2 separate regions of the Mus musculus genome follow, and region 2 is linked to region 1. Evidence: chromatin contacts called from public HiChIP or PLAC-seq data. All regions are on one chromosome and are shown on one strand. The core of a region is the stretch at or near the end of the contact, and the rest is flanking DNA. Distances in the headings are between cores, read along the strand shown.

Evidence for each region. HiChIP or PLAC-seq counts read pairs in DNA pulled down with a chosen protein or histone mark.
Region 2: an H3K27ac HiChIP or PLAC-seq map of heart atrium shows a contact between it and region 1, with 6 read pairs. The contact joins the enhancer-like site here to the promoter of Rbfox1 in region 1. A contact is called at or near these places in 1 of 39 promoter capture datasets (liver), 4 of 484 Hi-C or Micro-C datasets (the HL-1 cell line, cerebellum and liver), 2 of 115 datasets of contacts at active chromatin or transcription factors (embryonic stem cells and heart atrium) and 2 of 9 other capture datasets (adipose tissue and pancreatic islet).

What each region holds. Positions count from the first base shown.
Region 1 is chr16:7,067,582-7,071,979 of GRCm38.p6, reverse strand. It overlaps Rbfox1 (RNA binding protein, fox-1 homolog (C. elegans) 1), which reads right to left and starts at 2,145. Exons shown (of 13, transcript NM_183188.2): 1 at 1,895-2,145. The coding sequence starts at 1,981.
Region 2 is chr16:7,139,068-7,143,375 of GRCm38.p6, reverse strand. All of the region lies in intron 1 of Rbfox1 (RNA binding protein, fox-1 homolog (C. elegans) 1), which reads right to left. Among named protein-coding and RNA genes, the nearest start is that of Rbfox1, 71 kb to the right of the region's middle. Within about 2 kb of position 2,260, at least 8 of the 459 cell types and tissues checked have an H3K27ac peak or open chromatin away from gene starts, as enhancers often do. A contact at or near this core is called in heart atrium, where this site is marked.

The DNA.
Region 1 (4,398 bases), core at 896-3,395:
CCACAAAGCAGCAAGAAGGCTAGCACCTTCATGTGCACAGCCTTGCAGTGTGCTCTGTGTGGAGGAGAGGGGAAGGGTGCAGTGGGTCCCAGTAGCTCATCGGAGGCTCCTCACTGACACACACAGAAGGACTTGTAGGTCACTAGTTCAGAAGTTTCCTTTTGGGAAACAAATGAGAATGGATCAGGTTAACATTTGCAAGTAAAATAACTTGCTCCATTCCACACTAACCAGTTATGTTTCTTGAACATTTTGCCAAAGAGGAAGAAATAGTGCCTTCCCAGCTTTGCAGTTGGTTCTAGCGTCTTCTCATCTATCATTGGGGTAATACGTTCAGAGTGGCATTTTGTAATGACAGAAACATCCCAGCAAATCGATAGTTATTTAATTCCCAACAAGCTCTCGAGTCCATTAAACCTGATTACATTCACCCATTTCTGTGGGTGCCGTTATTCTCCTGCACCAGCACTTAATCTATAACAGGAACTTATGAGAACTTTCAAAAGCAATTTCAGCATCAATCAGCACGGACTGAAATGAGCGATTTGCTTGTAATTATTTATCGGATAGGGCAGCACAGGGGCCGACAAAACTCCAGCCTTTGACCTTCACCCCAAATTTCCAACAGAAGCCAAAAGCACTGTTACTCTGCTTCACCTTCAAGTCCTAAGTTTCATGTCACCATCTGGCCACAAGTTCCCTTCCTTGGTGCCAGGGCCATTCTCTGCTGGTCTATTTACCTATAACATAGAAGTGTAGCAATAGTATCCATACATCTAGGGTAATTGGCAGTTCTGATGCTATCGGGATTGACGTCTGGGTGCATTCTGCCACCCAGCTTCTGACAGTTAATAGAAGGTCACAGTCACAGTCACAGTCAAAGAATAAAAAGAATATTTGTTCAATCCTCCACAGAAGTCGTCATTAATGAATTAGAGTTTTGTAGAACTCTCAGAGAGGGCTGGGTGGGAGTGGGGCTACAGGAAAAAAAGCTAAAGTGTTGTACTGCATATATTTAATTTTCCTTTCCCATAGAAAGGAGATTTAGGATTTATTACTTAGGGTTGCTTATTTCTAAAGAACAGCAACAAATAGCCACTTGCTTCCTACAATGACCCACTTCTATCACAAGTGGATGTTGGCTTCCCAGAGAACTGCAGGCGTACACCCAGAAGCAGTGGGTTTGAGTGACAGCAAGGAGGTACAATAAGGCAAAGAAACAGGTCCAATTTCTCGCTAGCACACAAACCTCTCGGTACACAGAATAATAGCCTTAGCAGTCAAAACAACAGGCATCCTAACTTCTCCCCAGCTGCCGAGAATACAAACAGTTGGCATCGAATTTGCAGAATAACCTCTGAACTTCCTAGCGAGACCATTCTCAGTGTACCCTCTTGTTTGTGGGTCGCCTCTCAGATTTGCAAGGGGAAGCTTCTCTGCAAACAACAACCTGTGTGGGGTGTCCTCAGCAGCACTCTGTATTTCCTGCCCTTCTGTTTCCGGGGTTAAAGCCTTTAAGCAAGCCATATCATGATAAGTTACTGAGCCTCATGATCTGCTCTGGGAGACCCAGTCCCTCAGAAAGCTAGGGAAGAGAGCAAATCTTTTGCCCCCTGGTCAACCTCCCGAAGCAAAGGCATGAATGTTAAACAGCACCCAGATCAATACAAGCAAATACAGCTCAACTACACCATTTATTCATCCATGAGAGATGTCAATAGCCAGATTAAGGTGATCCATCTTTTTGATTTCCTACTGTCTTTCCTTTGACTACACGAGGGCTTTTTTTTCTCTTCCTGTATTAAAAGTGTTTGCTTTCTCAACCATAAAAATTCCAATTATTACTTAGAGCATTCTGGAGTTAAGTTGCTTGCTGGCAAAAGCCATGAATTACCTGCATCAGTCCCGGGAAGTAGGGGGCAGCAGGCACAATCATGGGCACGCCATAAGAATGCAGAAGGACTCCTTGCGACGCCAACATGCTTTAAATGGAGGCTTTATTCCCTCCAAGGCTGAACACATCAATAGAGAGTTAGAGGGGGAAAGAAATCTATAGACCCAACTTCTTCTCAACTACAAAGCCGAGAGCCAAATCACTTCTGTCAGGAGCCAAGTGCTCATCCACAGGCAGCGGAGAGGGAAAGGAAACAAAACCCTGCATCAGCAACTCTTAATGTGAAAGTTTTCTTCCCAGACAAGGAAGGGACGCGGCAGCTGCAGGGTCGGTCGGAGCTACCAAAATGGAAGGAGCTATTTTGGGAGCAGCTCGCCCAACATGACTAACCAAATACTCTTCATTAATTTAGTTCTCAGACCAAGGGAGATGGAGTGACAGGGAATCAGGCGAAAAGAGAAGGCATTTGTCCTGAGGAACTGGGCCAAATTGCAAGGGGCTGGGTCTGCATGAGATTTTTAGAGAGAATAAGTAATAGAAATGTGTAAGCTTACATGACAATCAGTTGCAACTTAAAGAACTTAAACATTTACCCACATAAAAATCATCACCAGAGCCTAGACTTCAGTTCTAAATTGCAACTGGTTGTTATGTGAGTTTGTATACTACCATATAAGCCTGAGGACTGGAATTTGGATCTCCAGTGCCTATGTAAGAAATCAGGCAATGTGTCACACATTCCTAGCACTGGGAAAACAGAGACAGGAGAATGCAGGGTCTCAACTGTCGAGCCAGCATAGCCAAACAGAAACTTCCATGTACAGTGGTTTAGTGGAAGACCCTCTCTCAAAGCGTAAGTAAAAAGCAATAAAGAAAGATACCTGGAGGTCACCCTTTGAACACAGCACATACATTTTCACACCTATACCCATTCCGCCACAGTTATGAACAAAACCAAAAACAACCAAACAAATAAGAACAACAACAACCATAACAACAACACTCAAATCTAGCAGGTTCATGTGGGTAGCTGATCAAAAATTATCTAAGAATACTCAGTATGTGGTGGATAGCCTCTATAATCCTAGAACTCAGAAAGTTGGTATAGAAAAATTGGGAGCTCAGCTGTATAGCAAACTTAAGGCCAGCCTGAGCTACATGAAACTGTCTCAAAACAGTGGGCTCACTTTCCACCCCTTCTTCACCCAATTTCAGTTTGAAAAGGCAATTCATGAGTAACAAAATAATAGCTGAAATCTGAGTAAATTAGCTTTGTGGGTTATTGAGCTCCATTCTTCCACATCTCGGATGCAGGGGCTAATTCCCAGACCCAGGAAGCAAAGTGGTACCCAACAGGAATCCAGACTCACACTAGGCAGCCACTTTGCAGCTAGTAGGAAGCAGTGTTGAGTTTAAACCGCCCCCCCACACACACACAATCACTAGGTAAGTTGTCTAGCTGGCATTGCACTGTGAGATGTGATCTAGAAATGTGCCACAGAGTAGGTGCAGACTTGCTGGTGCTGTGTTTCATCTGTGAAGGGATTTTATATAGCTGGTATGTGTATCTTCCAGCTGTGATACATGAATTTGCAATATACTAAACAAAGGTGACACCCCACTCCCCCTTCCCCCGAAATGAAAGGCATTGAGAAGAATGCAAAGCAGGAACTGGAGCCGCTTTCCTTGGAAAGCTCAGTTCCAATGGGATTCCATGGCGTGGAATCATGGTGGCTGGGCTGTTCCTTTCCTAGCTATACAGTCTTGAACAACTTCATTTGCCTCCTAGACTCCAGAACCATTTGGGCATGTAACAGTAACCTGGTATCTCATCACCTCCTTACAGTATGCAGTAGAGGTAGCTAGTTGCCACGGTTTCTGCTCTAACCTTCGAAGTTAGCATTCACCCATCTTTGACTTCAGATGTGAGGGCTCAGATGATGATAAACTGTCATATTCCCACTTCTCATACCAGGAAATATGAGGGCATAATTAGTACTACGCAACTTTGAAACTAGTAATATGGAGCTGTCATGAAATAAGGTCTGAAGACAATTGAGGATCACCTTCATAGGGCCTGGAAGAAAGCTCAACTGGTTAAATACTGAGTAAGCAGAAAGGCCTGGGTTCAGACACCCAAGACCTATGTGATAAGCATGGTAGGCCAGCCTACAATGATAACACTCATGAGGCATAGGCAGGAGGATCCCTGGGGCTCACAGCCAACTAGTTTTCCTGAATCTGTGAAATACATATGCAATGAGAGACATGATCTCAAAAACAAAAACAAAGACAAAAACAACAACAACAAGAAAGGAAGGGATATTAGAAGTTACCAGACATTGACTTCTGGACACATACAGGCAGGCACACACACACACACACACACACACACACACACACACACACACACACACACACAATGTCACCTTCAAATCAGACACACCCTTGCCACAAACCACTTTTCTCTCCAAATAGGATGCACAATATAGATTTTGTCAAAA
Region 2 (4,308 bases), core at 1,011-3,510, 71 kb before region 1:
GAGGTGAGTCCCAGGCTCTTCATCATGAAGCCATGGATGCTCAGAGATGAACCGGAAGGTAATTTAGCTACTCAGTAATAGACCTGTCTAGCTCTACATGGGAATGGAAAAAATAAATTGGAATCACCTGGACTCCTTCAAGAACTCTACATTTTGGGGTCCCCATCCAAGACCCACTGAGTCGGGAACTATGAGCAGGGCCATGGTGGTCAGTCGTTTGGGTTTTGACATGATGAAAACTGTGGGATTCAATGATAATGATGATGAATGGGAAGAGGACAGGCCACAGCAATGTGGTCTTTCATGGGGGTGGAAATGGTTTTAGAGGTAAAGATTCACAACAAGGCAATAATGACTGACTGCAGGCATGGGCAGAGTAGGATTGGTCCAAAAATCCATTGTGGGGCACACGGGTATTAGAAAGCACCTAGGCTCAAGAGAGACCGGAGCAAGTGCTTTGCTCTATAACTATTTCAAAAGTCGAGAATCATTTTAAGGAACATGGGGTTACGGCAAGCCCCACTCATTTGTTACTGTTTACCTTGCAAAGCTGTGTGTGAGTAGCCTCTGACAGACCTTGAGTGGATGTTGTGCATGTTTTGAGGAGAAAACCACTAATTAGTAAAACATCTATCGTGGAGACTTGTTCCCTATTTTGATGCAGGCTTATGCTTTTCATTGGTACATTTATTCATCTCAGGGGCATTCTATCATGGTCCATACGTGAAGGTCAGAGGAAAACTCGTATGAGTTGCTTCTTTTCTTCTACTCCTACCTGGATCCTGGGGATTGAACTCACGTTGCAAGGCATGGCAGCAAGTGCCTTTAAGCACTAAGCCACCTAGCCACCCCAACGTTTCCCTCTGTGAGCTACTCTTACAATGGTAGCTATGAAGGCAGTCTAGACACATGGCCAAATGATTGTGTCTAAAACCTTGGGACTGACTTAGCAGCAAGTGAACAGTTAAAAAGAAAGGGGGGGGGAATAGCCCTTTTTGTGGGAGTTTTAAGACTGTAATGGTTCCAGTTTTATTTCTTATGAAGCTTGGGAATTTGGTAAGTCAGTTGTACAACTCAGTGTCCACATTACAATTATGGGGTTAATAACACAATTTCCAATGGAGATACAGTTGGCTCAATAAACTAAGGAATGCTGATTGAATGCTTAGGTCAGTATGCCTGGACCACAGGTATCACCTAGTACAGATTAACTATCACTTGAACATTTGCTGAAAGAAATCCTATGAAGGTGACCATTATATGTTAACAATTATCAAATGCCACTCCTCTATATGGCATAATCTACTATTACCACCACCACCACTATCATCATGGAAAATAGCAAGAGTGATGTTGCTCTAAGTGTGACTGAAGTTACCCACGTGCCCAGCTCTTCCCTTGATCACCTTGGGAGAGATGGGCCAGCTCAGACAATAGGCAGTATCCCCCTTATTACTGACTCATATTGAGCAGCCCCTCATGCCATTTAAGACATTGCCGTAACTTCGTTTTTCCACACTTCATTTTCTCTATTGCCCAGTCCGTGCCATATCAAAGCCAAGGCTCTAAAAGAGAAATTTCATAGCTCCTGACCTTCAGTGAGGAATGCCCAGGAGCAAAGGATGAATGAAACATGACAACGTCTCATGAATTTTTCTAGAAAACCTAACTTTCAATGAAAATGAGGAGGGGTAGACAGGTCAAGGGAACAGCCAGAGATGGAAGTCGCAACTGGCAGCAATTGGATTACATACATAGCCCGTGACTCTTTATTAAGACCATCCAAACGAATGTAATATATATTACGCACACATACATATTCAACACACACTTCTACTGCTTAGGAGGGTGGAAGATAATGGAAACGAGGAACAGTTGGCAATAACTTTTCAATGCAATTGTGTTCACGGAGCCGCGTGTTGTTTTCTGCATTCTGCAACAATGGGGAAAGGGGAAAGAAATGTCATTCTCTAACCACTAGAAATAAATACTTGTGTTATATTCTGTTCACTCTGCAATGAATAAAACAGGCATGCGGGTTTATAATATCAATTCGCAGGGCTCTTTCTGCTCCAGTGAGCTGTTACTGAACGGTTCAGAACAAAGCTACAGGCTGATCGGACGCAGGCCCTCTAACAGGGTTGACATTAGGCTCAGCCTGATAAGAACGCATCAGAGGCTCTCTCGTTCTTCAGGCCCTGTGATCACAGCAGCCAGAGACTGAGAGGTCCTGCTGCCCCCCAGAAACTGATCACAGGCTTGTTCTGCTGATCTACTTATAGCGACAACAGCAGCTCAGCCTTATCAGGCGAGGCTGAGAAGTTGGGGCAATCTGGTGCTGGCAGCACATTTAAACATGAAGCAAAGTGAAGTAGAGCTTAAGGGTGAGCTTGGGGCGCCAAACCCCAGGGAACACACAGTGAGTTCCCTGCAAGCAAGGGAAGATGACCTTAAACATGCCCAGCACTGGTCATAGGCTGGAGTGCTGGGCTAAATACGAACGAGAAGGTAAGCCGACGACCAGATTTCCCCTCTCCCTACCTCCTAACTATGGATGTAATGTGACTAGCTGACTCATGCTCCTGCTGCTATGAGAACCCCAACACCATGAACTCAAACTATGAGGCAAAACAGACCTTCCCTTTCTTCGATTCCTTTTGCTAAACACTCTCTCACAGCAATGAGAAAAATAACTTCTGCGGCCAGAGCATCAGCTAACCCCAGAGTTGCGACGTATCTACCAGAGCATGCAGAGCAGCTGTGGGCATGCAAATACGCCCCAACTCAAGCACAATGGCCAGCAGCAGACAGACTCCTATGGCAAATGGCAACTCTGACCACCCATCCAGCCCTGATGAGCTTAGAGTATCAACATCAGCTCTTAGGCACAGCTATCTAATTTCTCCACCCAGTGAGTGTTAGTGAGCAATGGGAGAGATTCAGGAGCTGAGAACCAAGACTCGGAAGCAAATCAGACTCACCCACGAGGTCTTATGGATATTTATGGGATAATTTCTAGAGGTGCCAAGTTTATGTCTATTCATCTAGACACAATGACAGTATTAAATGGCTTCCTGTATTTCCAGAAGACAAATCTTAACTTTTTAAACTTTAAAATGAATACAGTTACACTATTTAAGTCTCTGCTTTTACTGGCTCCTATACATCACCAGAGCTGAGCACCATATATCGCAGTAAATACAGTTGGGGGAAAAACAAAACCCTAAACAATCTATGTTTACATCAGTTGATTCCAGCACTACTTGCAAAAAGATTGTTAATAGGAATTTCTTACTACTGATGCTGTAGCAAAGAATGTATAGGTACTGATGTCTGAGCGGTCCTCCAGTTCAAATTTTGTGGTAGCATGAGAGGAAATTACCAGCATACACCTGTCTAAAGCAAGGGATCCCCAACTTTATTTTCCATAAAGAGGTAGCGAGTAGATATTCCAGACACTGCAAGTATAACCTATTTTGCCACTATGTAGTCCTGCTATTACAGCACAAAAGCAGTCATCATTTATCTACAAGGAAGCAGACACAACTGGCTTCCCATTCAACTGCTTAGGAAAATGTCTGTGTGCCAGCTGTGGCCCGAGGGCTATGTCTGTTCACCTCTGTTCCAGGAGAAAGACCTTCAGTGTACTGGACCTTCAGTGAGGAGACAGAATCTGTCAGGGTGTGCAAGGTGCTTCAAAATCAGTGCAGCTGCCATGTTGTCATTGAGCCCATGAATAAGCACTGTGCTACCCTGAGGCTTAGCAGGAAAGGCAATGGATAAGCTGTCATGTTCTGCCTGCTCACATCCACACACTTTCCTCTGGTTTTGGTTGGACTCTGCAATTGCATTACATAAAAAAGTAAATGCATGCGACACAGTATGAGTCCTTTCTCCAAACATTTCGAGGTATTAGAGTGAAGGGATATGATTCACAATGACCATACAAGCCTGTCATTGTGATTTGCTATTCTGTGGTATTCTGTGCATAAGCATATATACACATACATACACGCATGCATGCATACACACACACACACACACACACACACACACACCTCACCCAAGCCCAGTGACAATGAAACCTATCCTTTCCTCGCCAGTAAATCTATTAGTGGTCTTCCTAAAGTAGGTATGGCCTGAATAATAACACCTTTTGTAAGAAAATGGCTTGGTGAGAATGTGAGGTTTTAGACTTTGCTCAGTTCAAGAGAAGGAGGGGCACTGTGAACTATCAGGGTGGGCTGGCAGACAATAGAAACATAAGGGACCTTAAGAGGTTGTCAAGACAGAGTCAGAGAGACAATT